Linked DNA regions of Mus musculus: all the other regions are linked to region 4. The links are chromatin contacts, called in public Micro-C and promoter capture Hi-C maps. All regions are on one chromosome and are shown on one strand. Each heading gives the region's core, a stretch centred on a gene start, on an enhancer-like site or on the middle of the called end of the contact. The rest is flanking DNA. Distances are from core to core; before and after follow the strand shown. Region 1 holds the start of Slc16a1 (solute carrier family 16 (monocarboxylic acid transporters), member 1). Region 2 holds the start of Mov10 (Mov10 RISC complex RNA helicase). Region 3 holds the start of Prmt6 (protein arginine N-methyltransferase 6). Region 4 holds the start of Rbm15 (RNA binding motif protein 15). Region 5 holds the start of Capza1 (capping protein (actin filament) muscle Z-line, alpha 1). Region 6 holds the start of Rhoc (ras homolog family member C). Region 7 holds the start of Lrig2 (leucine-rich repeats and immunoglobulin-like domains 2).

The links. Promoter capture Hi-C pulls out the DNA fragments that hold promoters and counts their contacts. Hi-C and Micro-C count contacts between places; a contact is called where the count stands out from the background. Capture Hi-C pulls out chosen DNA fragments and counts their contacts.
Region 1: a Micro-C map of embryonic stem cells shows a contact between it and region 4, with 6 times the contacts expected there. The contact joins the promoter of Slc16a1 here to the promoter of Rbm15 in region 4. A contact is called at or near these places in 2 of 39 promoter capture datasets (cranial neural crest and pre-B cells), 1 of 484 Hi-C or Micro-C datasets (embryonic stem cells) and 1 of 115 datasets of contacts at active chromatin or transcription factors (embryonic stem cells).
Region 2: a contact with region 4 is called in a promoter capture Hi-C map of stem cell-derived epiblast-like cells, with 4 times the contacts expected there. The contact joins the promoter of Mov10 here to the promoter of Rbm15 in region 4. A contact is called at or near these places in 5 of 39 promoter capture datasets (embryonic stem cells, liver, neutrophils and 2 more) and 1 of 9 other capture datasets (liver).
Region 3: a promoter capture Hi-C map of liver shows a contact between it and region 4, with 6 times the contacts expected there. The contact joins the promoter of Prmt6 here to the promoter of Rbm15 in region 4. A contact is called at or near these places in 2 of 39 promoter capture datasets (liver and pre-B cells), 1 of 484 Hi-C or Micro-C datasets (double positive thymocytes) and 1 of 115 datasets of contacts at active chromatin or transcription factors (extraembryonic endoderm stem cells).
Region 5: a contact with region 4 is called in a promoter capture Hi-C map of liver, with 4 times the contacts expected there. The contact joins the promoter of Capza1 here to the promoter of Rbm15 in region 4. A contact is called at or near these places in 2 of 39 promoter capture datasets (cranial neural crest and embryonic stem cells), 2 of 484 Hi-C or Micro-C datasets (CD4 T cells and CD8 T cells), 6 of 115 datasets of contacts at active chromatin or transcription factors (the 230-238 cell line, bone marrow-derived macrophages, embryonic stem cells and 3 more) and 2 of 9 other capture datasets (adipose tissue and liver).
Region 6: a promoter capture Hi-C map of embryonic stem cells shows a contact between it and region 4, with 4 times the contacts expected there. The contact joins the promoter of Rhoc here to the promoter of Rbm15 in region 4. A contact is called at or near these places in 4 of 39 promoter capture datasets (cranial neural crest, embryonic stem cells, liver and 1 more), 1 of 115 datasets of contacts at active chromatin or transcription factors (embryonic stem cells) and 2 of 9 other capture datasets (adipose tissue and liver).
Region 7: a contact with region 4 is called in a promoter capture Hi-C map of liver, with 4 times the contacts expected there. The contact joins the promoter of Lrig2 here to the promoter of Rbm15 in region 4. A contact is called at or near these places in 1 of 39 promoter capture datasets (liver) and 1 of 9 other capture datasets (liver).

What each region holds. Positions count from the first base shown.
Region 1 is chr3:104,637,366-104,640,720 of GRCm38.p6, forward strand. Slc16a1 (solute carrier family 16 (monocarboxylic acid transporters), member 1) reads left to right here and starts at 1,299. Exons shown (of 5, transcript NM_009196.4): 1 at 1,299-1,463.
Region 2 is chr3:104,816,888-104,820,610 of GRCm38.p6, forward strand. It overlaps Mov10 (Mov10 RISC complex RNA helicase), which reads right to left and starts at 1,418. Exons shown (of 20, transcript NM_008619.2): 1 at 1,049-1,418. The coding sequence starts at 1,185.
Region 3 is chr3:110,249,448-110,253,327 of GRCm38.p6, forward strand. It overlaps Prmt6 (protein arginine N-methyltransferase 6), which reads right to left and starts at 1,552. Exons shown (of 1, transcript NM_178891.5): 1 at 1-1,552. The coding sequence starts at 1,524. The coding sequence ends at 388.
Region 4 is chr3:107,331,338-107,334,751 of GRCm38.p6, forward strand. Rbm15 (RNA binding motif protein 15) reads right to left here and starts at 1,952. Exons shown (of 2, transcript NM_001045807.1): 1 at 1-1,952. The coding sequence starts at 1,743.
Region 5 is chr3:104,861,968-104,865,824 of GRCm38.p6, forward strand. It overlaps Capza1 (capping protein (actin filament) muscle Z-line, alpha 1), which reads right to left and starts at 2,538. Exons shown (of 10, transcript NM_009797.3): 1 at 2,373-2,538. The coding sequence starts at 2,411. It overlaps St7l (suppression of tumorigenicity 7-like), which reads left to right and starts at 2,539. Exons shown (of 14, transcript NM_153091.3): 1 at 2,539-3,341. The coding sequence starts at 3,128.
Region 6 is chr3:104,786,900-104,790,536 of GRCm38.p6, forward strand. Rhoc (ras homolog family member C) reads left to right here and starts at 2,135. Exons shown (of 5, transcript NM_007484.2): 1 at 2,135-2,184.
Region 7 is chr3:104,510,510-104,513,904 of GRCm38.p6, forward strand. It overlaps Lrig2 (leucine-rich repeats and immunoglobulin-like domains 2), which reads right to left and starts at 1,409. Exons shown (of 18, transcript NM_001025067.2): 1 at 947-1,409. The coding sequence starts at 1,182.

The DNA.
Region 1 (3,355 bases), core at 49-2,548, 2.7 Mb before region 4:
CAGGCCAGCCAAGAGAATACATAATAAGGCCATGTCTCAAAACACAAAATTAAACAAATAATCTTAGCGGTAGGGAGACAGAGGCGGGTTGATTTTTTTTTTTTTTTCATGTTTGCTCTCTTAGTTCGAAGCCAGCCTGATCTACATGATGAGTTCCAGGCCAGGTGGAGCTATACACACACACGAGGCTATCTCAAAAAAAAAAAAAAAAAAAAAAAAAAAAAACAAGAAATCAAAAACAACCAACCAAATACCCATCTCGTAATAATAAAAATATCAAGGGTCCTGGCCATCAAGAGTACTCACTAGTTTACCACTTCAAGACACTTTGGAATCTGGGCTTGGTGAAGAACCGAAAATGGCTCTTGTGACACCAGGCTCTGTGGCTTTGACTTTAAATGTTGGCGACTTCCTAGCCTGGTGACTTCTGCCAGTTAACCTCGTGAAGCCCGGGGTTCCTTAGTTACAAGATCTTCTTGGCACCTAATACGGTTGTGAAGATCATACAAGATAATTCTGGTACAGTGCTTACTTAGCATGCAACTGTCCTAATCCCACTAGCCATAATCCCGACCCGTCCCCCAAATCCAGTGTTCATAAACTTCTGGCCTAAGAGCATGCTCATATCAGCGTTTCCAACGTACACACTCTCTGCCCCGGGGCCAGTTTCTCCTGACCGGCTTGTCCTTAAACTAAGCGTTCATCAAATGCCACAGGTCAGGCTCTGTGACGAGATACTTGCGTAAAATCGCACATTAAACTTCCTAACGCCTCCATAGTGGCTGATGTAGCGCAAGGAAACAGGCCCGGAGGGTTCCAGCAACTTCCCAGGGTCCCCGAGCCCGGGTTCCAGGCCCACATCGGAGTCTACCAGTGTCCGTCCATTCAAAATGCTGTTCAGTCCCCGGACTCCGACGGTCCATCGCCTTCGCCCTCTGCACCTCAGGGTCCGCCCTCAGGGCAGTTTTTTTTTCCCCTTTTCTCCTCCAGAGCCTGAGGGGTGAGGCCCACGATGGCGTCCCCGGCACGCGCCAAAAGAAGCTACCCCCTCAGAGCGCTGATAAGGATGTGCGGGGTCTCCGGGCCGCGGCGCCGGGTCACGTGGCGGGAAGGGGGGCGCCGGCGCGCGCGCCCGAGCGAGCGAGCGGGCACGCGCAGCCCGCAGCGTGTGGAGGCGCGAGATGCCGAGCTGGGAGTATGTATGGCAGGGAGGGGGCGGCGGCCGGGAAGGCCGACTCCACCCCCTGTGCGCATGCTCCGGCCCCCGCGGGTTATAAGGCAGCCGCGCCTGCCCCGCCAGACAAAGTGGCGAGCTGCGACGTGACTGGTCGGTCGTGTAGGTGCAGCAGCCAAGGAGCCCGGCGGCGGGCAGGGGACACGAGCGGGACCCCCCCGGCTCCGAGGAACTGCGGCCCGCGCCGCCGCGTCACGCATACTCCGGGCGCCGCGAGACACACATAACGGTTAGTCCGGGCTGAGCGGGCAGCGCGCGGCACGGAATCCGCGGTGCCCTTGGTGCCCCGGTGGGGTCGCGGAGCCCCGCGGGCACGCGGGGACTTTCCTCCCTGGGGCAAGGGTCGGGGCGAGCGACGCGGCATCCTGGGCGCGCGGAGCCGCGTGGCCCGGAACGTGGCGTGGGTGAAGGGGACCTTGAGGCGCTGGGCACAGCGTCTCTCCCGGCCGAGCTGCGGGCCCGTGGTCAGGTGGCGGCCGCCGGGCTGCGGGAGTCGGGTCATGGTGCCCGGTGACCTTGGGGGAGACGCTTCCAGCGCTGCCTACTCTAGGCGCCTGGAGAGATGCTTAGGTCGGGAAGAGGGACGACCTGAGGCCGCTTCACGTGGTGCACTCCTGCCGCCTTCTGCTGGGGCGGGAGTTACTTAGGACTCGTGGCATACCCGCCCAGCCTCCCCGGTCTGCCAATCGGTGTCCCACCAGGTGACTTGCTAGAGTGGTGTGAGGAATGTGAGGAGCTGCATTGCGGACCGCCGGTACAAGACTACGGGGTTCGAGTGAACTTTGAGGAAGGGGCTCTTTATGGTCCAACCTGTGGCTTCGGCGCGTCTGCCGCGGGCACGGGGTCCCAAGGCATCCCTGTGGAGCAGATTTAAACGTCCTTATATTTGGTCAGAGCACACTTTCTGGGCCAAGTACATCCCTTTGCCGAGTACATTTTAGCTTTTCTTTATGATGGCGTTTTTGGTGCAACCAGCAGTTACGAAAACTAGCGTCTGATCACTCAACCAGGAAACGCACGTGTTACTACTTCAGTCTTTTCCCGTTTTCCAGTGGCTCATTATAAACTGGCGGGCTACTGCTAGTAGTTACACAGTGACAAACTACTTTTGTTTTTTTTTACCCATAACTAATTTTGAAATCTTAAGGCGTCATTCCGCTTAGGCTCGGGGTGTGTTGCTCAGTGGCATGAGTACCTACCTGCCTGGCCTACCATGCCTGAGGCTCCAAAGTTTGATCGTCGGCATTGAAAAAAAATTACTTTGGTTTTAAATGAGTATATGCTGATGTGTGAGATTAGTAATTGTACGAGAGTTTGGGAAAGGGTGGATGGGAATTAAATCAAGCAGGGTGGGTTTTTGTTCTCGTGTTTTGCTTGTTTTTCTCAGCTGAATAAGAGACTCTTGAATTTATTTATTCATCATTCATTTATTTTAATTAAGTGGTAAATGGTGCTTCTAAGTCCAAGTCTTCGGGGATGTGTATGTGTGTGTGTGTGTGTGTGTGTGTGAGAGAGAGAGAGAGAGAGAGAGAGAGAGAGAGAGAGAGGAAAAAAGGAGAAGGAAGTGGTCAGTCCATCGCCTTAACCTTTCGGAAATTAAATCCAAGGTGTACAGGCAGGAGGTATAGGCTTTACATAGTGAGACCCTTCTCAAAAAAAAAAAAAAAAAAGTAAAAATGACTAAATTTTACAACTTTGCTTTCCAAGTATCATAAGAAATGACCAATAATTCAAGACTTTAGATGGGGGGGGGGGGTCGACACAGAGCTTCTCTGTGTATCCCTGGCTGTCCTGGAACTCTGTTGACCAGGTTGGCCTTGAGCGCAGAAGAGATCTGCTTCTGCTTCCCCAGTGCTGGAATTAAAAGCGTCTGCTACCATGCCCAGTCCTAGAATAAATGTTTAATTAAGTGTATTTCAGTCATTTCATTGTGGGTTTAAGTAGATGCTGTTGGTTTATCAGATTGTGACCTTGTTAAATATGAAAGTTCTTAGTTTGAGGAGCATTTTGAGAGTTTTAAAGCTTTAGCTGTACGATTTACATAATCCTAAACAGATTAAGGGGGGCAGGGTGGGGGATAAGGTGGTGTAAACTTGGATACCTATAAACTCTGACAAAAAA
Region 2 (3,723 bases), core at 168-2,667, 2.5 Mb before region 4:
ATTTCAGCCTGTTGTATGGCATACTATAGACTATGCTGTATGCATATCATACCTTGCGTACTGCATAGTTTTCATCTGTGTGTTCCCACAGTACCCAGCACAGGGTAGAGCATAATACAGGTCTTTGCCTCTATTTCAAGAAGCCACTCAACCCTTTTAATGTTCCTTTTAAGACATGTTCATGAATAACAGTAATATTCTGGTTAACGCGGACTCCTACCTTCTCCCCTAGCCTCAAGCTACACTATCATTATTAATTCCGTCTAAAACTCGCCCCAAATCACGTAACAGCAGCCATATCTCACCCATACTAGCATTTTGGTCAGTTGCAAGGCAAATCTCTCAAAATCTGTTAAGGCCCAATCCCATTCCCCTGCTTACTAGTGCACCTCTTTACACTCATCCCAGCTAAATTGCTTCTCCGGCTTCCATCCATAGCAGCAGCCTGTTGCTAGAGGTGTTCGTCTATGGTTTGACAGAAGTCTCTTTGATTTTTTTACTTGGGTGGTAACAGGAAAAGGAAACCAAATATCTTCAGCCATAGGGAAAAGGGGCCTCTAGGAGGCTGTCCCTGGCCCCGAGTCTCCATGGAGAAGCCACAGGTGCTAAGGGAGGTTTGATTGCCTACGCAGTTTGTGTTCTTTTCTCCCTAAAGCTCCCCGAGATTCTCCCGCCTACCCTGGGCCTCTTCAGCTCTCCCGCAGCGTGGACCCTGCAGGCAGTCCTCCCTTAACAAGGGGGCGGGGATCCCCGCTTGGCCCGCGCCTGCAGCGCCTTCCCTGTGGGACTCCCCTCCCCCACCATCGAGCCCCGACCACCGCGAGCCGCGCGTGGGCACCGACCCCTCCCCGCCGGGCTGGGCTGTGCAGAGCGGGCGGGCTACGGGTGGCGCTGGCTGGGCGTGGGCAGACGACGGAGTAGGTCTGCCAGGACCGGACCGGCCTGATCGGCCCCGGGCTGCATCCCTGTGCACCCGCGGCGGGAAGGTGGCCCCACCACCCGGGGCGCTGGCCCCGCGTCTTGGGGCCCGTGGTGGGCCGGCCCGTACCTGGGCTTGAAGTCGTGGTTGTAAATCGTCCGCAGCCGCTCACGATCTGTCTCCAGGTCCAGTCCACGTTCGGCCAGAAAACTCTCGAACCTCTGGCCGGTCTCCCGGAGCTTTCGGCAGCTGAACTTGCTAGGCATCGCGGCGGCGGCGGCTGCGGCCCAGGCAGGAGGGTCCGCGGAAATGAAACTGAAAGTCGCCGCCGCGGTTTAGAGTTGGCTGGTCTGGGGTGAGGGTGCAAAGGGGAAAAGCCCCCTACCTCTGACGTCTGCTCCGGCCAGCCACCTTCTCCCCGACTGCCTCCCCTCCTCCGTCCTTCTCCTACCTGAGCCTTCCTTTCGGTCTCTTCGTCCTATCCCCTCCCCCCCTTCACATTAACTCTTTCCTAAGGAGTCTGACCCCTCCCTCAGGGCCCTCCCCTTACCCCGAGCTCCCTCCCCTGGCAGCGAGCCAGGATCCGAACGTGGATATCGCCTGGGGCCCCCTAAACAGCCCGGAGGACCTTGGAGCCTCAGCTAGGGCTACTCCCACGCCCACTCTCCAGAGCCTCGGGACATAGAAAAGCTGCAGAGCAAAGGGCAGAGCCCCGGACATGGGTCGGCTGCAGCTGGACTGGGGCCGCTCGTCCAGCACCTCCCCCAGACTGCCAGGGACATAAACCAGTACGGAAGCGAGCGGCACGCCCCCTCCCCCATTCCCTCCCTCCTCTGGCTTTCTGATACAGAGGAAGGCAGAAGTCAAAGTTGTGTGTGTGTGTGTGTGTGTGTGGGGAATGGATGGAGGGAGAGCAAGTGTCTCTATAGATAAAGGGGTGTGCGTGTGGGAGAGAGGGACAAGAGCTTCTGCCAAGACCCAGTCCTTGCTTTTCTGGGTCACACAGGCTTCATAATACTTCAAGGTTGGAGATTCTTGCTCTTGAGCTATGCATTTGGGCACTCGGTTTGTGTTACTCTTCACTACTTATTGGCAGTAAATCATGATTGCCCAGCCAGTCAAAAAAACATTAGCACCTAGAGAGCCAGGCGTGCTAGGCAATAAATGGTTAACACTGACAACATTAGTACCAGGAAAAGAAGTAGACCAATATGCTTAGGCAAACTAAGGGGTGGGGCTACTATAACAACAAATGTAAAACAAGCCTTCTGCACCTATTTATCCCCTGGAATGAAACTAAAAAACAAAAACAAAACCCAAAACAAACAAACCCCATACACACTACAATGAGAAAGTGAGAAAGGCTTAATCTACCAGAATTCCACATGTATCAAAGTTACTGTTCTCCAAGGTTCCTTATAGGCAGCAACAGTCTAACCCAGGGTAGGGAATGCCCTGAACAGGGTCAAGTTCCCCCTTGGTTAACTACTCCTAAGCCAAGAGTATGCTATGCAGTCAGGAATGGAGACTACAGGAACAGGGAAATCTTACGTCCTAGAAATTGATGTAAACTCGAGGGAAAAACTAGGAGTAGCCAGATGCTTAACACCTCCAGACCTTCCCATCCACTTTATATGATGCAGGCTCAGAGAAGATAATAGACTTCTAAAAAGTACTGTTGTTTTGGGGCACAGTGGTCCAAGCCTGTAATCCCACTTCTTGAGAGTCTGAGGAAGGTCTACTAAGAGTCTGAGCCACTTTGGGTTACACAGCAGGACAGTCTCAAAAACAAAATTGCTATTCTTTATCATTTCAAAATCCTACAAATACACCTATGATGAGCACAATAAAAGTGCCTTTTAGACATACAGAAATAGCTTAGTTAGGAATCCCAATGCACCCAAGGCTACACTTGATAACCAGAATCCAATGACATAATTTACTCAAAATAACCAGACACATGACTAACTGAAGAACTAAAAAGGCTTTTTTTTTTTATTGTGCCCTTCACACTATCACACATTAACAATTCAGACCAGCAAATCTGGTCACCTGAGGACCTCAGCCCTTTCTCTGGATTATCTGAACATTCTCAAAACACAGACAGTAGTCCATGTAAAAACTTGAGTAAGTTTTGAATGGTGAGTGGCTTTGGTTACAATGTGACATCTCTACTTGTCTTCTGGAAGGCTCTACTTTGAAAGTTACTGTTTTGATGCATTCGGTTTTAGAATGCCTGCCCCCTCTCAAAAATCACCTCAGCTCAGTCATTTCCTGGAGCTTTCATTACATCTTTCTCTTAAGAATTGGACTTCCAAGAAGTAAGGTTGATGGTATTGTGAACAGCAGCAGCAGTCTGTAACTGTATGTGAAATAAACTCTAAGCTTCTCAGGGGGGATTTTTTTTAAGACAAGATTTCTTTGTGTAACAGCCTTGGCTGTCCTAGCACTCACTTTGTAAACCAGGCTGGCCTAGAACTCAAGAGATCATCAGCCCTGCCTCTGCTTCAGGGAGTACTGGGACTTAAAGGCCTGCACCACTATACCCAGCTGTTTTCTTATTACTCCTTGCTGGGTTTTATAAATCATCACTTAACAGTCTTTAACCTTTGTATTCAAAGTAGACTATACTAACCAAAGCAACTAAAAACAACTTGGTTGGTCTACCACATACCAAGGGAAAAGCCATGCCACCAGGTACAGTTGGTCTTCCTTATGTAAAGAGCCTTTATTTGCAAATGTATCCACTCATTAACATGCTTCTAAGGAAATCCTATGTCCACGTCCCCAGTTTAGGCAGAGAG
Region 3 (3,880 bases), core at 302-2,801, 2.9 Mb after region 4:
TTTCTGAAATGTAATCAGACCATGTTGCCTTTCTCCCAGTTTCATACTGATAGGGATGGGGAGGTGTCAGATTAGCTCGTGGACCAATTATAAAAAGATCACATTTATTGCCCCCCCCCCAACCCCGGCAGTTAAACAAAAGAAACAGAAATACAAGAGTTTCTTTATACTACATGCTTTCCAGGTTTAAAAGCCCGTTAGTAAGCACACTGCATCAGTCCTTGGTCAGGGATGCTCACTTTTAAAATAAACACTGCCAGAAGAATGTCCTCAAATGAAGACTGGAGCGGTGAGGTAAAAGAGACAGCTATGTCCCCAACTTGCATAGGCGATCTCCCTTTCTCTTCGGACCTTCCGAAGAAGGTGGAGGGGGAGAAAAGGCAACGCTCAGTCCTCCATGGCAAAGTCTTTGGTCTTTTCCTCATGGTCTCCCACTTTGTAGCGCAGAAGTATGCGCAGACGCCGGGGGTTGTCCGGGGAGGGCAGCAGGGTGATCTCTCCGGAAATGTCCGTATCTTGTTCCACCGGCACCGGCTCGTTCAAGTAGAGGAGCGCCTGCTTCCAGTGGGTGGCCGGGTGAAAAGGCGAGGTGGACAGCACCAGAGGTTTCTCCGAGTCCCCTCCGGGAAAGGTCACTTGAAACCAGACGGCGAAACCATGTAGAGGCGCGGAACCATAGCAGCTGCAGCGGAAGCGCCCGCCCACACCAGCCTCCAGCTCCTGCTCCAGGCCGGCTCGGGCCAGCTCGAGCTGGGCAAAGCGCTGCGGCCGGGCCAGCACGTCCTCTCCGGACAGATCCTGCACCACGATCTCCGAATGGCCCATGAGGCAGCGCGTGGCGAAGCTCTCCATGCAGCTCATATCCACGCCATAGTGCTGCTTCACCTGGCTCCAGAAACCCAGACGCCACTCGAGCATCTGGTCGCTAATCGGGGCCACGAAGAGCTCCGCGGAAGCTGGCAGGAGGAGACCGCCCTCCTTCAGCCATTTGGTCCGCGCGTGGAGCACGGAGCTCAGCATGGACTCGTGCAGAAGTCCGTAGCCCATCCACTCGCTGACGATGGCGTCCACTCGCTCCGGCAGCTCCACGGTCTCCACCGGGCCCGGCAGGACGTGCACGCGGTCCTCCAACCCGTTGAGCCGCACCACCTCCCGGGCCTGTTGCCAGATGGCGCTGGCCTCCACCGCGTACACGCGCCGTGCCCCGGCCTGGGCACAGAAGATGCTGAGAATGCCGGTGCCCGCGCCCACGTCCAGCACCGTCTTGCCTCGCAGCGCGGCCCAGTTCTTCAGGATGCCTAAGCGGTAGGCTTCGGTGCGGACCTGGTCGGCGATCATCTCCTCGTGGACCGAGACGTCGGAGTAGCACTCGTAGTACAGCTGGTCCCGCTCGCTCTTGGTCCTCCGGGGTCGTGGCGGGGCCGCCTCCTGCTCCCCGCCATTTTCCTCCTCGGCTCCCTCCCCTCCGGCGCCGGCGCCTCCGCTGTCCCCCGACTCAAGCTTTCTTTTCTTGCTCAGCGACATCTTGGCCCCGGCAGCCGACCCCCAGCATTCGTTGCGCGGTGCGGTGCGCAGGCTCAGAGTCCCCGGGGCCTGCTGGGATTCGTAGTCCGCTTCCTGCATCCCGCTTCCTGAGGGCAGAGGCTCAACCAGAGTCAATCTTGGCACACCGTTATTTTCCTCTAACGCCATGACAAGTTGTTCTCTAAGACCACACTATTTTCCCGAGATCCTTTCAGTTTTTGCCCTTTCCTTTTACCCCTTGTCAGGGTTCTCTAGAGTCACAGAACGTATGGGTAGCCTCTGTAGAGTAAGAGAATTTGTTGATGACTTACAATCTGTAGTCCCCAAAGATGGTCAGCAGCAGCTGTGAATGAAAATCCAAGGATCTAGCAGCTGCTCAGTCCCACACGGCGTCCTGGCAGAAAAAGTGAGTTTTCCTTCTTCCAGTGACCTTATGTAGGCCTCCCGCAGGTGTGTCCCAGAATAAAGGTGTGTATCACCACTTCCGGATCTGGGACTTCCTTTTCCCAGGCTGACCTTGAGCTTTTGTCTCAAGTTTCCTGGGATTAAAGGCATGTACTACCTTGCCTGAGGCTAAACTTTTCATGGCCATATGCCTCAAGATCTTCCTGCCAAGGCCGGGCGTGGTGGCTCACGCCTTTAAACCCAACACTTGGGAGGCAGAGGCAGGCGAATTTCTGAGTTCGAGGCCAGCCTGGTCTACAGAGTGAGTTCTAATACAGCCAAGGCTACACAGAGAAACCCTGCCTCAAAGAAAAAATAAACAAACAAAAAAACCTCCACTCGGTTCAAGTCAGAAACCTGTGTCTTTCAGCCTCAAGATCACAGGTGAGTGAGCCTTCCAATTCTGGACTGTAGTTCACTCCAGATATAGTCTAGTTGATGATAGCCAGGAATAGTCACTACACTCATTTTTACACATTCTTGATGTAGGCACACCACTTACAGCTACAAGTCTATGTTTCCCTCACAGGACCTCCCCCGCCCCCCACTACTGAATTATGTGGCACAGTTCTTGTCCCTTCTCTGACAGTTGTAACTCACCAAACTCTCTGTTCTAACCAGAGTTAGGATACAAAGAATATGTATGACGCAAAGTGAAAACCAAATAATACAAGATCTTGATTCTGAGTCCAAAGTGATCCCTGAGGTACGTTAAGCTCCAGGGCAAATACTGAAGAAGTGCTGTGGCCATGAAATGTATCAGCCACCACTGTGTCTCTGGAGAATAGTTTACTTGGTCTTGAGTCCTGTTCTGAAACTTCTGTAGTTCAAACTAAAGAACAATTAACATCAAGGGTATGATATTCTCAAACCCATTTCCAGTGTCTTTGGTGACCAGCTTATATATACACATACATACACTTAAATCTATGTATCTGTGTAAAAACACTTGCTTGGAGAAATGGTGAAACTCATCTCTTTTGACTTCTTTTCCAATGCAATTCACTTTTAAAAAAAATTCTGCTATATCTCCTTTTAAAGCCAGAATTGATACCCACAGGCTCAGTTATTTTATTTTTTCTGTTAGTCAAAAAGAAGCTTGGTTAACAATAAATTAATCTCTTCATTGGCCATAACATAAAAACAATAATTTAAAGAATGTGTACTGGTATCTGGAACAGGAGCAATGGACAGCACTGGCTGCTCTTCCAGAAGACCCAGGTTAGATTAGAATATCCACATGAATGCTCTCAGTTGGCTTTAACCGCAGTCCCAGGGGACCTGTTGCCTTCCTTTGGCCTCCAAGAGTATCAAGTATGTATGTGATGTCCAAACATAGAGACAAAAAAAATAAAATTAATAAATGTAAAGATGTTAAACTACTTTCTTATTAAGAATAATATTTTTCAAGCTTAAAAACTGATCACACAAAAGAAAATGGGCTTTTAGCGTGTGTGTGTGTGTTAAAAATACTTAACTACATTAAACTTCTAGGCAACAGAATTTCTTCCCCTTTTCTCTCTATCAGTGTCGCTAATGAAATTGGTTTATTAATGTGAAATCCTCAGCTGTACTTGTAATCTCAAGGCTCCCAGTCCTGGCTCATTAGAACCCTCCATGGAGCTTTATTGAAATACCCATGCTAGGGTCCACCTCAACCCAGCTAAATGAGAGCCACTCAGGGGAACTCGGGCATCTAGTTTTTAAAGCTGCTGGGGAATCATAATGTGAAACCAGATGATTATGGCTAATTTTGATTTAATTAAATCTTATATCATTATTTTCAATAGTCAGGGCTCAGCAACCTATAACTGAAAATCCATAAAATAGGTATTCTTCCTTTTTACCTTGGTTTCTTATCTTCCGTTAATGAAGTAACGCCTAGAAGAGCACATGAGATTAGTTATAAATG
Region 4 (3,414 bases), core at 702-3,201:
AGTATAAAGGTCCCTATCACGATCTCTGTATAGTAAGGGTGGTGTCCTGTCCCGAGCACTCCTCAAAGGGTCAGGTGCTCTATGTCCAAAAGTATCCGTCACTAGTTCATAGTGGGTCAAGGGCAGAGGCTGAAGATATTGCTGCTGGTAACGATGTTCTGTGTCTGCAAAGTCTACCCTGAGGCGACGATCTGGGCCACCAAGTGGGAATCCACGCATATGGGTCCAGGCAGCATGAGCTGCATCCAAACTTTCATACTGTATATATGCCCAACTGTCACCTTTACGGTAGTCTATGGTTCGAATGGTGCCAAATCGGTCAAATTCTCGTGCCAGGGCAGCAAGAGGCACCCAGGGTCCCAGACCACCCACCCAAAGTCGGGTAGTGGGTGTGGCTTTACCATAACCAATCTTGATTGGATTCCGAATTATAATTTTGCCAGACATTGCAAGTTTGGCCCTGTGAGACATGTCTAGATTCTCAAATTTGAGAAAGCCATAGGTACTGGTCTGGCCTCGAGAAGGCCTCTTAATGTCCACTTCTGTGATGACTCCAAAACGATCAAAAGCCCTTCTGAGATCATTTTCCGTCACAGTGATATCTAAGTTGCCCAAGAAAAGTGTCCGGTTGGCACGCTGATCGTCCTCAGGTGATATCTCATCCACTTCTCGGAAAGGAGCCGCACCTGCTCCAGCTCCCACCCTCGGCTCCAGGCTGTAGGCCGGGCGCACCCGGTCATAGAACGGATAGTCTCGTTCTCTTTCCAGCTCTCGGGGCAATGGTGGCGGGGGTGGAGGAGGCAGGCGGCCCAGGGCCAACTGCTGCAACCGGTAGTCTCTGTATCCCAGAGCAGCACCTCCAGGGGAAAGCGACCTCTGACCTCCCCCTCCTCCAGGGGCGTGCCGGTGGCTACCGACTGAGGTCCCGACCACGCTGGATGACGGGGCGTAAGCATCTTTGTCTAACGGGGAGCGGCTGCGGCGCCGGCTCACGTACACGGCTTCTATCTTCAGAGGCCGGTCATAGAGCACCAGGCGGCCTCTGGCATGCTTGGCCGCCCTCGCGTCCTCTGGCCTCCGGAAGTTCACAAAGGCTACCCGCTCATCCCCGCTGCCAGAACCTGAGAGGTGACTGATTTTGACACTTACATCACCGAAGCGTTTGAACTCGTGAAACAGCCCGTCCTCCACCGCCTCGTCGCTCAGCTGGGACCCCAGCTCGCTGATCTTCAGGGTCTTGTACTCCACGCCGTCCCCGCCGCCGGGCGCGGAGGAGGCGGCCCCGGAGGAACGTGACTCCCCGCCTCCACCCCGGGAGCTGCTGCGCGACTCGCCCCCGCCTGAGGAATTTTTGGTGCTCGGGGAGCTGTAACTGTGCAAGCGGCTACTGGAGCTGCCCCCGCCGGTCTCGTACTCGCGGCTGCCGCCCCGGCTGCTGGACTTGTCCAGATGAAGGCTCCGCCGCGACCCGCCGCTGTCCGTCTTCCCGCTGCTGCTCCCATTGCTGCCGCCGGAGCCCCCTAACTTCTTGCTCCGCTCCCCACGAGAACTGGAGTCCTCACCGCCACGGGAGCGCTTGGGCTTGACCGGCGAGCGCTCCTTTCCTTTCATTGTTGAGGGTCGCCGGAGGTCGTCTCTGCGGAGCTGACTAACCCGCCACCCCGCGCTCGTTTCACACAGCGGACTCGCACGCCGCCATCTTGGACTCCGCCGCGGCAAAGGCTCCCGCCCCGCAGACCTCATTGGTCAATTAATTCACTCTTCAGCCTTCTCATTGGAAAAACTATTTGTCCGTCTTTACATCTCCCCGCGCTCCGGGAAGGCGCCCGCCCCGACGCTGTTATTGGGTTCCCAACGCCCTAATCCCAGTACCTCATTGGTTATATTCGTTGTCTATCTTAACGGTTCCTCGCGCCAGGCTGTAGCTCCGCCCCTCGCACTTCATGGTCACCTGACCCAAAGCCTAGAAGCGTTGATTGGACAAAAACTCTGCCCTGTAACGGTACTTCTAGCACGGCGAACGCAGCGATCCCACCTTCTCTTCCCTTTCATTGGTTTGTGGCCACGTCTTTTAAATCACTATCGGGAAGTCTGGACATCAGTTCAGGCGTTTTTTCCTGAGAATTTGGCTCTCTCCGATCTCGCGAGAGACAAAGAGCTCGCTCGCTCACTCGCTCACTCGCTCGCTCTCTTTCGACCCCAGTCTTCCAACTTCTCCGGCGGCTGAAGAAAGTTTAAATCTGATTGGATGTTGACGAGGAACATGATTGGATAAAAGCGCTGTCCATCACTCACTTAAAGGAGTAGGCCCATAAACTGAGGCGTCTGAAGGTGAAAGACTAAGACCACGCGCTTGCTGTGCGACGTCACTTTGCTGTCGCGAGATGGTGACAGTGAGTCAGGCCCGCCTCCCCGCGCTTTCGGCGTTCTCTTAAACATTTGTTAGGTCCTTACGGCGTACTTGCCTGTGCTTCGGTCCTTCGAGTCTGGAACTTGCGGGCTCCTCACTGTCCTGTCTGGGCGGGACAATGGGCTCGGTGGTCCTTCCGGCTGCTGGCCCTCACTCGATCCGCCTAGGCAGCTGTCCCGGACAGTCCAGCCGACACCATCTTAGTTAGCTGCCTGAAAAAGCCCCACCCCCGTGCGCGAGAAAACGCCTGCCCCGGTCTGTGCGGCCCGCTGGGGCGGTGAGTTCAGGGTTCACAGAGCCTCGGGTCACGCTGACGCCCTGGGCGGTACCGAGTCACTGCCCGCCCGCGGACACAGGGAACAGCGCCGCGGAGCCCTGGCCAGTCTCAGTGGCCGCCTTAGGGCCCGCAGTGTCCTGCAAGCCCACTTACTGGTCCGACCTGCAGGACCACTTGCAGATTTTTGCTTCCTGCTTTATGTTGTGAATCCCTGTAAGGTTTGCATTTATAAAAGATGTGTGAGACATAATATAGCTGTGCTTTGCTTTAATGTGTCACACTTCTCACTGTGCGGACACTACATTTATCTCGTTTCTAGGACTCCAGCACTCCGATTAATCCATAGTAGGACCCAGTAACATGGCCACCTTGCTCCCTCCTATATCCACTTCCTTTGACTCCTTTAACCGTGATTCCCGTCTAAACGCCTCCCGTCTCCCACCTCTGCGACCCCATGCACCTGAATCTCTTAAGCTTATGTAATACTGGTGATCATGAGATTAGATGCGTAGTCTATCCCACTAGCGTTTACCTCCTGGTGAGAGGAAATAGGCTTTTTGCAGTCTTCCCAAAAATGTACCTAGGAGAGATGAGAAAGATTTTGGTATTTACATCTTCTAAGACTGAGTAGAGAATGTGTTTTAAAACAGGACATTTTACAAGGTGATAAGAATGCCCTTCCCCAAAACTTGAATTCTAAATTTATAAGCTACTTGAAGATTAGATA
Region 5 (3,857 bases), core at 1,288-3,787, 2.5 Mb before region 4:
TTGTACCAGCACCACCACCGCCCAGCAACCCTTTCTTTCTACTCATAGATTTAAAGAGATATGAATGTGCCTGTCAGCTCTGAGGAAAGGAATCTAATAAAACTACAGGAATCTCAAGTTACTAGGGTCTCTCTATGTAGTCCTGGAACTCACTATGTTGACAAGGCTAGCCTTGAACTCAAGAGATCTACCTGCTTCTGCCTCCTGAGTGTTTAGATTAAAGGCATACACCACCATGCCTGGCTCAAATCATAAGGATTTTTACTGTATCATTATACCACATTATCTACACCAATAAAGATAATGTAGTCAATTAAAAACAACAAAGAAAAAAACCTCTATTAAACCCAGAATCGTGGGAGACGGAGGCAGGAGGACAAATTGGAGATCAGTCCAGTCTACAGAGCAGGTTCCAGACCAGCTAGAACTACATAGCAAGAATTTGTCCCAAAAATACAAAACAAAAACTAAAAGCTCTTTACTAAAGTAGGAATAGAATTTATTACAAGTTCCGGGGTAGATTTACTAGTTATGACTGGCTTGTTCTACTATTACTAAAACTAAGCAATAAAGTTAAGTGTGATGGTATGCACCGATAACTGCAGTATTTGAGAGACAGAGACAAGCAGATTAGGGGTTGGGGTCACTCTTGGCTGTATAATGAGATGTTTATATGAGCCAAACCCGACCCAGTCTTAAGAAAAGGAATAAAAACATTCACTCTAGCCGGGCGTGGTGACGCATGCCTTTAATCCCAGGACTTGGGAGGCAGAGGCAGGCGGATTTCTGAGTTCGAGGCCAGCCTGGTCTACAGAGTGAGTTCCAGGACAGTCAGGACTATACAGAGAAACCCTGTCTCGAAAACAAACAAACAAACAAACAAAAACAAAAAAAGAAAGAAAAAAGAGAATCAACACTAAAGTGTTATTTGGTGGCTTTTTAGTTTTTGTCCTACTAATGCTTAAGTTCAAACACAGGATGTTGCACATGCTAAGACTCTACTAACAAACTGCCACCCTGGATCCTGGTAAGTGGTTTATAAAGGTGGTAAGCACCCTTTTCAGCATTTAAAGACAGTGGCTCATTCATACACAGGTGTATGTTAAATTATTCTTTTTGAAGAAGTGATTAAAAATAGTCTGTTCCCCTGTCAACAATCTCCAATTTCTTTTTCGAAGAACCCAGGCAGATTTTATAGAACATTGGAGAGCACATACTTTGTAACAGTCACTGCAGGAAACAAAAGACATATTCTTGTCCCTAAGTTAGCTAATGAGACCATTCTAACTTGTAGCAGCCCTAAGAGTCTGTGTTTATGGAAGAACTAAGTACTTTCCTTTTTGGACAGTTTAGCAAATGTACGTTGTCAGAAAAAGTTATACTATCAAATTTGGAATACACCCTGGTATTTAAAACACTTTTAAAGATCTATGTACACAAACGACACTCTTGACATACCCAGCTATAAAGCACCATAGTAGGTCATCAAAAAAGGTTGGGTGTTTCATCCAAACCGAATGTGTTAAATGTGAGGTTTATTTACGACCCATTTAACCTTTCTGGAGTTGAAAAAAAAGTCGTCTGGCTATTTCTCACTGCTTAACAGGAAGTTAAAAAAACAAAACAAAACAAAAGACTTTGAAAAAAATTATAGTTAAGATTAAGACAGAAGGGACGGAGTCACCTTGGGGCTAAACGTTCACACAAGAGAGCATAGGCAGGAATAAAGGTGCTGGTCAAATTCTTAAGCAAATCCCTTGAGGTTTACTGATTTATTTTTATCCAATTAGTTTAATCGTCAGTAGTAGAGAAAAGATGAGAGAGGGTGTGTATTTCGGTGGACAGACACCACCAGAGGACCTCTCCCTCCCTGACAAGGAGTCCTGACAGCAAAATCACTTCCTGAGGAAGGAGGAGCAAAAGGGAAGTTAAGGAGGCCACTCTGATCAGGAAGTGACTCGTTCTAAACTAACCCCAATCATACCTATAAATGGGGGGATGGGGTGAGCCCCAACTGCCAAAAGCGGTAAAATAACTGCTGCCTGACACGTCCCGACATCACCTTCACCTCCTCTCTTATAATTACAGAAAAGAGTCTAGAGTTAAAAGTCAATCAGGCAAAGTGTCTCCTCTTGAAAGAAGGTTGTGCTCTGTCCAGGATGAAAAGAGTTGAGGACTGGGGGACTGGGGCCACCGTGAGGCAGACGAAAGCTCCTTTAAGGAAGGAAGCGTCCCGGGGCCAGAGGGACTATGCCAGCACCGGGAAACAACCTTCTTCTTCCTGGGGGCACCGCCAGGTTTCTCACTGCTGCCGGCTCGGACCCCTGGGCCCCGTCGAGGAAGGAAGTAAAAGAGAGAGGCGGACCCCTTACCTTCTCTTCATCCGACACCCGATCCTCAAAGTCGGCCATCTTGGCTGCTCTGGCCCAGCCCGGCGGGCCGGCGCGAGGCAGGCCGGGAAGGAAGCTGAGTGGCGGAATCACCGAGGGGCCGTCGGAAGGAGCCGCCCGGAAGCTCAGGCCAAGAGGGCGCCATGTCAGTTCCGCGCGGGTGTGACAGCCTGGAGTCGGCGCTCTAGGAAGTCGGCTTGCCCCTCGGGGCTTTGCAGCCTTAACATCTTTCTCCCTGAGTTCCGGTCACTTTCCCATTCGTCCTGGAGTGCTTGGTGGCGGGCCTCGACTCTTGCGTGGCGTCTGGGCTCCCTCTGGTCATGGAGCAGTTGCTACACCTCTAAGTTTTTCTGATCCGGTTGGTCTCCTGGGCCGCCGAGTCCAGGGCACTAAGAGCTGCTCGGCTCTTTGAGACATCAGTACTTTTCCGACCCCGGCACAGGGCGACAGGTTACCCTCAACCACGTATGGAAGAAAAACCACTTCCCTCCGGCGCCACACTGAGTCCGTTTCCAGAAGAATAAGCGCCACCATCAGATGCTTCCCCGCCCTCCTAGAGGACTAGGTAGCCCCTCAGTCGGCCACCGCGCTCCGCCACCTTCCAGATCTCCAGCCAGTTCCCCAGGACTCAGCCTAGACAGAGGCCAGCTTCAAGTCCGCCACTATCCCAGGATTCCCGACTCCGGGTTTCCGGCCCTTCTCCCCTCCCAGGTCCCGGCGCCTGCCGGAGCCGCAAGATGGCGGACGGAGACTACTTCGCGGAAGCCGCGCGGGCCGTGGGGTGTCCCCATGCACCTGTTCCTGGCTTGGGCCTGGGCCCGCCGCTGGGCTGGAAAGAGCGGCTGAAGGCCGGGTTGGCGAACTCTGGGTCCACGCTGTGGTTCCTGGCGGGGCTGGGGCTGCTTTACGCTCTGAGGGTCCCGCTGAGGCTGTGTGACAACGTGACAGCGGGTGAGAGGCCCAAACCTCCCGGACAGTCGGGGACAAGTGCCAAAGATCAGAGATTCTCGGGGAGACATGGAGGGCTTTGCAGAAGGAAATTGGTGTTGCATGCTCCAGTGGGTTTATTTTTGTCGCTTGGGCCACCTCCACCCGGCAGCTGATTGTTAGAACCGTGCTGCAGTTTCCCGGCCCCTCCCTAGATCGCTGAAGGTTCGCCCTCTCTATTCTGTCTACGCTACCACAGGAAAAGCTACCTGACACGCTGCAAGCTCCAGGTAGTAGGACAGAAGAGAGCATTCCCAGATGTGTACACACAGTTTATAGACATTCCTATCGTTTGCAGGGCCCCTTGAAAAGTCGTACCTCAGAGTTTCCCAGCTGCCTAACTTAAAAGAACTCACACCCAGAAAAGCAAGATAAGCACATCTGTCATACACGATAGAAAATGCTATGATTTTAGTGGACCATACTTTTATTGTAAGACAGTTCGGTTAAGAGACGTTTTTCGTAATATTTTTATTGTGA
Region 6 (3,637 bases), core at 885-3,384, 2.5 Mb before region 4:
CTCCAGGACTGAGTACCCTACAGCCCCTAGATGCTGCCAAGGCAATTACCTCCAGGATTATAACTGTCTGTAGGAGGAGCCAATGGGAAGTAGCCATTAAGAGCAGGGGACTCTTTATTTTTTTTTTTTAATTTATTTTTAGTTTCATGTGCATTGGTGTTTGGCCTGCGCATGTGTCTGTATGAGGGTGTTGGAACTGAAACTCCCTGGAACTGGAGTTATAGACAGTTGTGTGCTGCCATGTGGGTGCTGGGAATTGAACCAAGGTCCTCTAGAAGAGCAGCCAGTGCTTTTAACCATGAGCAATCTCTCCAGCCCCAAGAGCAGGGACTTGTAAGTCTGAGTGTTTTGACCCCCAAACACTAACTTCTTTGAGCCTCCACGCCTCATTAAACTGTAGATAACAATAATGCCTCGTAAGAACTAAACATGGTATGGGTGGGGAAGGACAAGGTTCACATAATAAAGCTTCAAGAACTGTTAGCTATGTTCGACTGTCTGTTCTTCATTTAGACTGTAAGTTTGTTTGCTTATTTTTATCTATGTTTTGTTCAAGATAGGGTTTCTTTGTGTAGCCTTGGCTGTCCTAGAATTAGCTAAGTAGTTTTGGGACACTAGGGTGGCCTCAAACTCATAGAGATCCTCCTGCTTTGGTCTCTCAAGAGCTGGGATTAAAGGCATGCACCACCACTGCTGGGCTAGACTATACGTTATCTGAAGGCAGAGTTTCATGGTTAGTACATAGTTTTCAGTTCACATTCAACCAATGTTTACTGAATGAATTCAGAGGCCTGGTGGACAAAACACCCTTCACCTCAGTTATATGATTTATCAAATGTATGGTCCATGCTTCCAATCCTGAGTGAGTGTCTACGTATGTTGTCTGCCTGGATTTGAGACAGCTTCACTCCACAGCCTATGTTGGCCTGGAATTTGTGGTAACTCTGCCCCCTCGGGAGTGCTGAGATGACAGGCATGAACCACCCGGCCAGCTGCACCTGCAGTAGACTCCATATGACATACATTTATTCTGGGAAATACTTGTTGAAACCTATGACGAGCAGAGTTTGGTTGAATGGTACAGAGGGCAGGTAGGAGGGGGAGCATGGCAGGCAGCAGGCAGCCAGCACCTGCCTGGGTGCCTCACAGGCCTGCTTGTAAATTTGACTGATTTAGTTTTTGTAGCCCAGGATGGCCTGGAATTAACTCATAGAGATCCATCTGCCTTTGCTTCTTGTGTGTCATCGTGGCTCACCTCACTGGAAATTCCTGCTGTCACAAATAGTGAGAAACCACTTCTCTGGGCTTCATTTTCTTTACAGGCAAAAGGGAACGGGTATGGGTGAACTTATTCCAGAGTTAGAGACCTGTGTGTTTAAAGTATCCAGCACTAGTAAATAAAGCATTGGTAGATTTCCTTATACACCCATTTCTTTGGCTCTTTATAAGGAAGGAGATACAGGATCAGGTAAGTAACACCTCAGATTGGGATCAACAGCACAACAATACAATAGGAGTGTGAGGTCAGTTTCCAGCTGAGGACACGGCAGCACTTCCAGGAGTGTGCTCTTAACAGGACGTCGGGAAATTCCCAGCGAAGGAAGGAAGGGACTTTTAAGGCGATGGTGGCTGGGGACTGCAGATCACAAAAGGTCTCCAGGGCTCTGGATAGCGTCACGTTGCACTTACTGCAGTGATTCCTGGATAAGAGAGTGGGCAGCTTCTGTATAACCCATCCCCTCGGTCACGGGTAGGGTGTAGGAAATACTGGAGCTTCGAGGTCTGGATGGCCACGCGAGGGCAGCAGTGGCCCTCGCTGACCCCACCCTGGAAGCCGCTCAACTTTCCCGAAGCTGGTCCGCCCCCCACGGGTTGGAAGTGGGGCAGAGGCCGAGTTATCCGGGGTCCCACCCGCCCGCTCACCACCCAGCAATCCAGACATCTCCGGGCACAGTTCCTCCAGCTCCAGCCAGCCCTACGCCCCTTGCCGGGTCCTCAGCCGGGGTGACCTGCGGCCGCCCGGGGCCGGGAGCGGAGGCGGGCCAAGCTAAGGGCCGCCCCCGTCGACCCCCCCCCCCTTCCCTTGATGGACCCGCCCCAGAGCGGTGCTGGAGAGTGGGGCGGGGCCCGGGTCAGTCTCAGCCTCCGGCACTGGCCGCGCAGCTGGAGGCGGTGGAGCCCAAGGTACCGGGGCCCCAGCTGGTGGGTGGCGAGGCGTCGTGGGAACTGACCTCGGAGGAGAGCACTTTCCCGATTCCCGGATCGCTCCGGGAGCGGCTTGGGGGGCGGGGGGTGTTCCGGGCCAGGCAAGAGAGAGCGCCCCAAGCTGTGGGCCAGGCGCTCTAGCCTTCCAAGCTCTCGAACCAGAGCCCAGAGTCCTTCCCTTTCTGAGTCTTTCCTTTCTGGACCTCCCTAGCTGGGCCAGGGACACACTTAGATCTCCGTGAGCGACTCAACCCAGACGCTCCAGTTCCGGGCAGGGAGTAAGAAACAGGGCCTCAGGCTGGCTAGGGGTGGGAGTTCTGGCCTGGGATGGGGAATGGCGGGAATAGGGATGGGATGTGACCACTGGAGGCTGCTACTGCTTGGCGGGTCTGGACGCCGCCCTAGACGGGTTTTGGAGCTGATCTGAGCTGAGAGGTTGAGAAGACTAGGAAAGATCCCGCTCCTGTGTTGTGTATATGTGTCTGAGAGTGAAGGGGGGTGGGGAAGAACAAAACACCCCAATCCCCAACTCTTCCTCGTACCCTCTTGGGAAGTTAGGGAGTGTTAGGGAATTGGGCTGAAAGCTGGAGTCCAGCTCTTCCTTGACTTCTGGCTTTAAAGTTAAGGAAAAGGTGTTGCCCGAAGAGTGATTCCTCGCCTAGATCTCGGGGGGAGCAGAGTACAAAGGCCTGTTGGATCACCTGGGAAATCAAGAGAATAAGGAAGGCTAGTGGCTTGTCCTAGGGAAGGTCCCAGAAGTTCCAGACCCCTCTCCCGGCCCTGGGTGAAGTTTTCGTTGTCTCTCTTAGGGTTAGTGGGGCAGTTCCGCTGGAGCCGCCTTTCACAGGGAGTGTTAGCCAGGCCATCCATGCCATGTTGGCCTTCGGCCTAATGTCCCGGCTTGGCCTGAGTCCCCAATTATTCTGGCCTAAGCAGAGCCTAGATGCAAAGTCTTCGGAGCTGGAGGCTCTAACACAGCCACGAAGTTCCGGCCTCTGCCTCCCACCATCAGATGCTCAGCCGCCTTGCTGCTGTGGGACAGCCGGGGCTCACGCATGGGGATGTGACTAGTGTTTAAGTGTCCTAGGGATCACGCTCCATCCACACTGCCCACCCTGGCTTGGGGCTGTCCCCGCCAGCCTGTGTACAGCTAGACTGGTTGAATTAATGGGAGTAGGTGGGGAAGTTGGAGGAAATCCTGTGGGTTACCTGGATATACCTCTCAGACCTCATTTTTGAAGGAGATATGCAGCATAGCGAATGCCTTCTTCCCAGTCTTTCGGGGGTACCAGGGAAAGCCCCTTGAGATGGGGGGTGGTAAGTGTGGCTGTGCATACGCAACTCCTATAAATTCTCTGTGACTCATGTCCTCTTTCCTCACATCCCAGTTTTGTGTGTGTGTGTGTGTGTGTGTGTGTGTGTAGGTGTAGGG
Region 7 (3,395 bases), core at 159-2,658, 2.8 Mb before region 4:
GTTCTGCAAATGTATACTTAACCTCTGCAATACAGATGTTCTACCTGTATTCTTTTTCCATTAAGAACCTAACCAATCTTTGTATTTTAATTATATCACAAAACTATTTTTAGTGATAACTCTTTTTCAGAGGTAACTCTAGAAGTCAATTAATAAGCACGTTGATCAGTTAGTGGCAGAGACATAACTGTATGTTGGTGGCTAAGAAGTCTCATAATTGCAGCATTTAATACCTACTGTTCTATTTAATGCCTACTGACTCAGAGCAGTGAGCTCTCCAAATGCCACTAGCTAATACAAGTTTGTCAGGATTTAAAGTCAGAGCTAGAGAATCCACTCGATCACTGCACTGGATTCTCATACATAAACAAAGAGATCTGAAATGAAGGTTCTTTAACTCAAAGGAACATAGTGAAGACAAAGTATCGTGATTTGGGGAAAAAAAATCTTTCCCCTCTTTAAACTGACTACTAAAGAATAACTGCTCTTACAAAACATTAGAGATCAGCAATGATCTTCCTTAGGCATGCAGAGGTTTTCAACCCTATCAAGAACTCAAGTATCAAAACTGAAACATACAATGAGCCGATGGGAGAACTGGGGACAAAAGAGAGATCCTGTATCTTTGGGAGAGATCGTGTTTGCATCACGTGCCCAAGGACCAGTCAAGCTGGAATTTTAAAAAAAAAAAAAAAAAAAAATGATGCAGCCCAAAGAGGGCTTTGCACTTGGACCCGACCCACAGCCATCCAGAGTCTCAGCTGTGCTGCTCAGGACCCGTGAGTCCAACATTAAACATCTCCAGCCCGGAACGTCACAGACCCCAGATCTTAACCCCTATCTTCCCACGAGTACCGGGAAACCCTAACATTCAAAGTTCACAATCTCAATAAGGCAGCTCCCTTCCGAACTCGGTGGCGACCGCGCCCTGGGACCCTCTACTCACAGGCTGGAGATGTCGGAGGGCAGCGGGCCCGACAGTGCCCTCCAGCTGGGCGCGGGCAGCTTCCTGCGACTGCAGTCCAGCAGAGGAAGACGGCAGGCGCAGGGCGCCGGGCACAGGCCGGCTCGGGCAGCGGGCAGCAGCCGCAGCGCCTGCGCAAGGATGAGCAACCGTGCGAGGGGTCCCAACCCACAGCCCAGGCGCCGCTGCTCCCAGATGCCGCGGGGCGCGGCCGCCATCTTCCCCTGGCCGGGACCCGCTCGAGAACAGCAGCTAGCTCAGAGAGTCGGCTGAGGAGAGATGCCCGGAGGCTAAACCGCCACCCGGAGCCCGGGCTGTCACTTGTCCCCTCTCAGAGCGGGCGAGAGGAGGAAACGACGCTACCGCAGGGGAGGGGGCGGCGGTCGGGGGCGTAGAGCTGAAACCCTGACAGACACCGCTCGTCCGCCCCGCCCCGCGACGCAACGTACTCACGCTCAGCAGCCAGCCAATCGGAGCCCCGGGATGAGGTTGCGTCGGAAATTGGGTTCTGAGAGAGGCGAGGCCTACGATTGCCCCGCCCCCTAGGAGGCGAGCATTACAGCGGCCCTTTCTCCTTTTCCGAGCTGCTTCTGCAGTTCTGCAGCTATTCCTCCGCTTGTGGGCGCACTAGGGCCTTGAAATAGAATGGAAAAAGCGAAACCCGAAACGCCAAATCCTCACTGCGGTTGATCTGCAGTAGTAGTGAAAAAAGACCTATTCTGTAGGCTCCTGCAGAAGGGAATGGCACAAGGGCTGCATGCCAAGCAGCAGCTGCAAATAAGTGCGCGATCTAAACCTAACTTCGACCACATCAGTCTCCGGAGCCCAACCAGGGCGGCCTCTGCGGCCGAACTCCCTGCCCTGAAAAAATGTGGCAGTTGGTTCTCCCGGAGCATGGCACGCTGTCACTGTGAAAGGACTTCAAGTTCCCATTGGCAGAGGCGCTATTTAGTCAGTACACCTCCGGCTTCTACAGTAGCCTGGAGTTCAATAATTGTCTCTAAAGAAAATTCTTTCCTCGATTTGGGAAAATATTGTTTCATCTTCAGAAGAACAAGTGGGACAAATAGATAAAACGTTGGTTTGAGGATGTGGGTTTTCTGGTTTCTGTTTGAGGTTTTTGAGCAATCAACAAAGTTAAGAAGACTGGAAGGAAATTATCCTGAAGTAAAAAGACTTACTGGGAACAGCGGAATCTAGCTACCTTGTGATCTCTCCGCTGTGTGTTACCTACAAAATGAGTAAAAATGAAAATATCAGTAATGGTTCACTGACATATAGTGTCTATACTTTTCAAAGACTTTGCAAGCCAGGTGTGGACCAGCACGCCTGCAGTCTGAGCACTCCTTGGGAATTTGAGGCAGGAGAACCCAAGTCCCAGTTCAGCCTCATCTGCATAGTATGCTTTGTATGAAAGAAGAGGAGAAACGAAAAACAGGGTGGGTAAGATGCTTCATCAATAATAGCTTTGCCACCAAGTGTATCAACCTAAGTTGAATTCGCAGACCCCACATGGTAGAATGAGACAACTGACTCCTGCAAGTCCCTGTCCTCTGATCACCATATGCACCCTGTGGCACTTACACACACACACACACACACACACACACACACACACACACACACACCATTTCCATCCATGTCATGCCTTTGGGTTAAAATTACTTTTCTGACTGTCCTCGTGTGCTTGTCTACTGCAGAGGACTTTTAGAAAGGTGTCTCCTTCAGCTTCTTCTCCCTTCTTCTCCCAGTAAACATGACCATGAAAACTAACAGCAACTACTATTTATTACCATTGAAGCAAAATGTGAAGCCAGAAAAGTGATAGAGATATTGGACTTCATCAAAAATGTACACTTCGGGGACAGCAGAGATGGCTTAGCTGTTCAGTAAACACACAATGCTCCTGCAGAGGACCAGGGTTCAGTTCCCAGCACACACACACTGGACAGCATGAAGTCCAGCTTCGAGGATTCTAACGCCCTCTTCTGGCCTCCAAGGGCTTTCTGGAAGAGGAACAAGAGCTTAGCCATCTCTCCAGCCCCTGATTTTTTTTTTTCAGTGTGTGTGAGTGTTTTGCTAACATAAGTTATCTGTGTACCACATGTATGTAGTCCCTGAGGAGGCCAGAAGAAGGCAAGGGATCCTCTGAGACTAGAGTCACAGAAGGCTGTAGGTGCCAGAGATGAAACCTGGGTTTCTGCGGGGGACAGCCAGTGCTCTTAACTGCCTAGCCATCTCTCTACCCAGCCCAACTCCAATTATATTTTTACAGCATAGAGGTCTCAGTCTGTAGTCCAAGGTGGCCTTGAACTCAAGAGCATTCAGTCTCAGCCTCCTGAGTGCTTGGGTCACAAGCAAATTTATTTTAAGATTTATTTATGTATTTATTTATTTATTTTATGTATGTGAGTACATTGTTGCTGTCTTC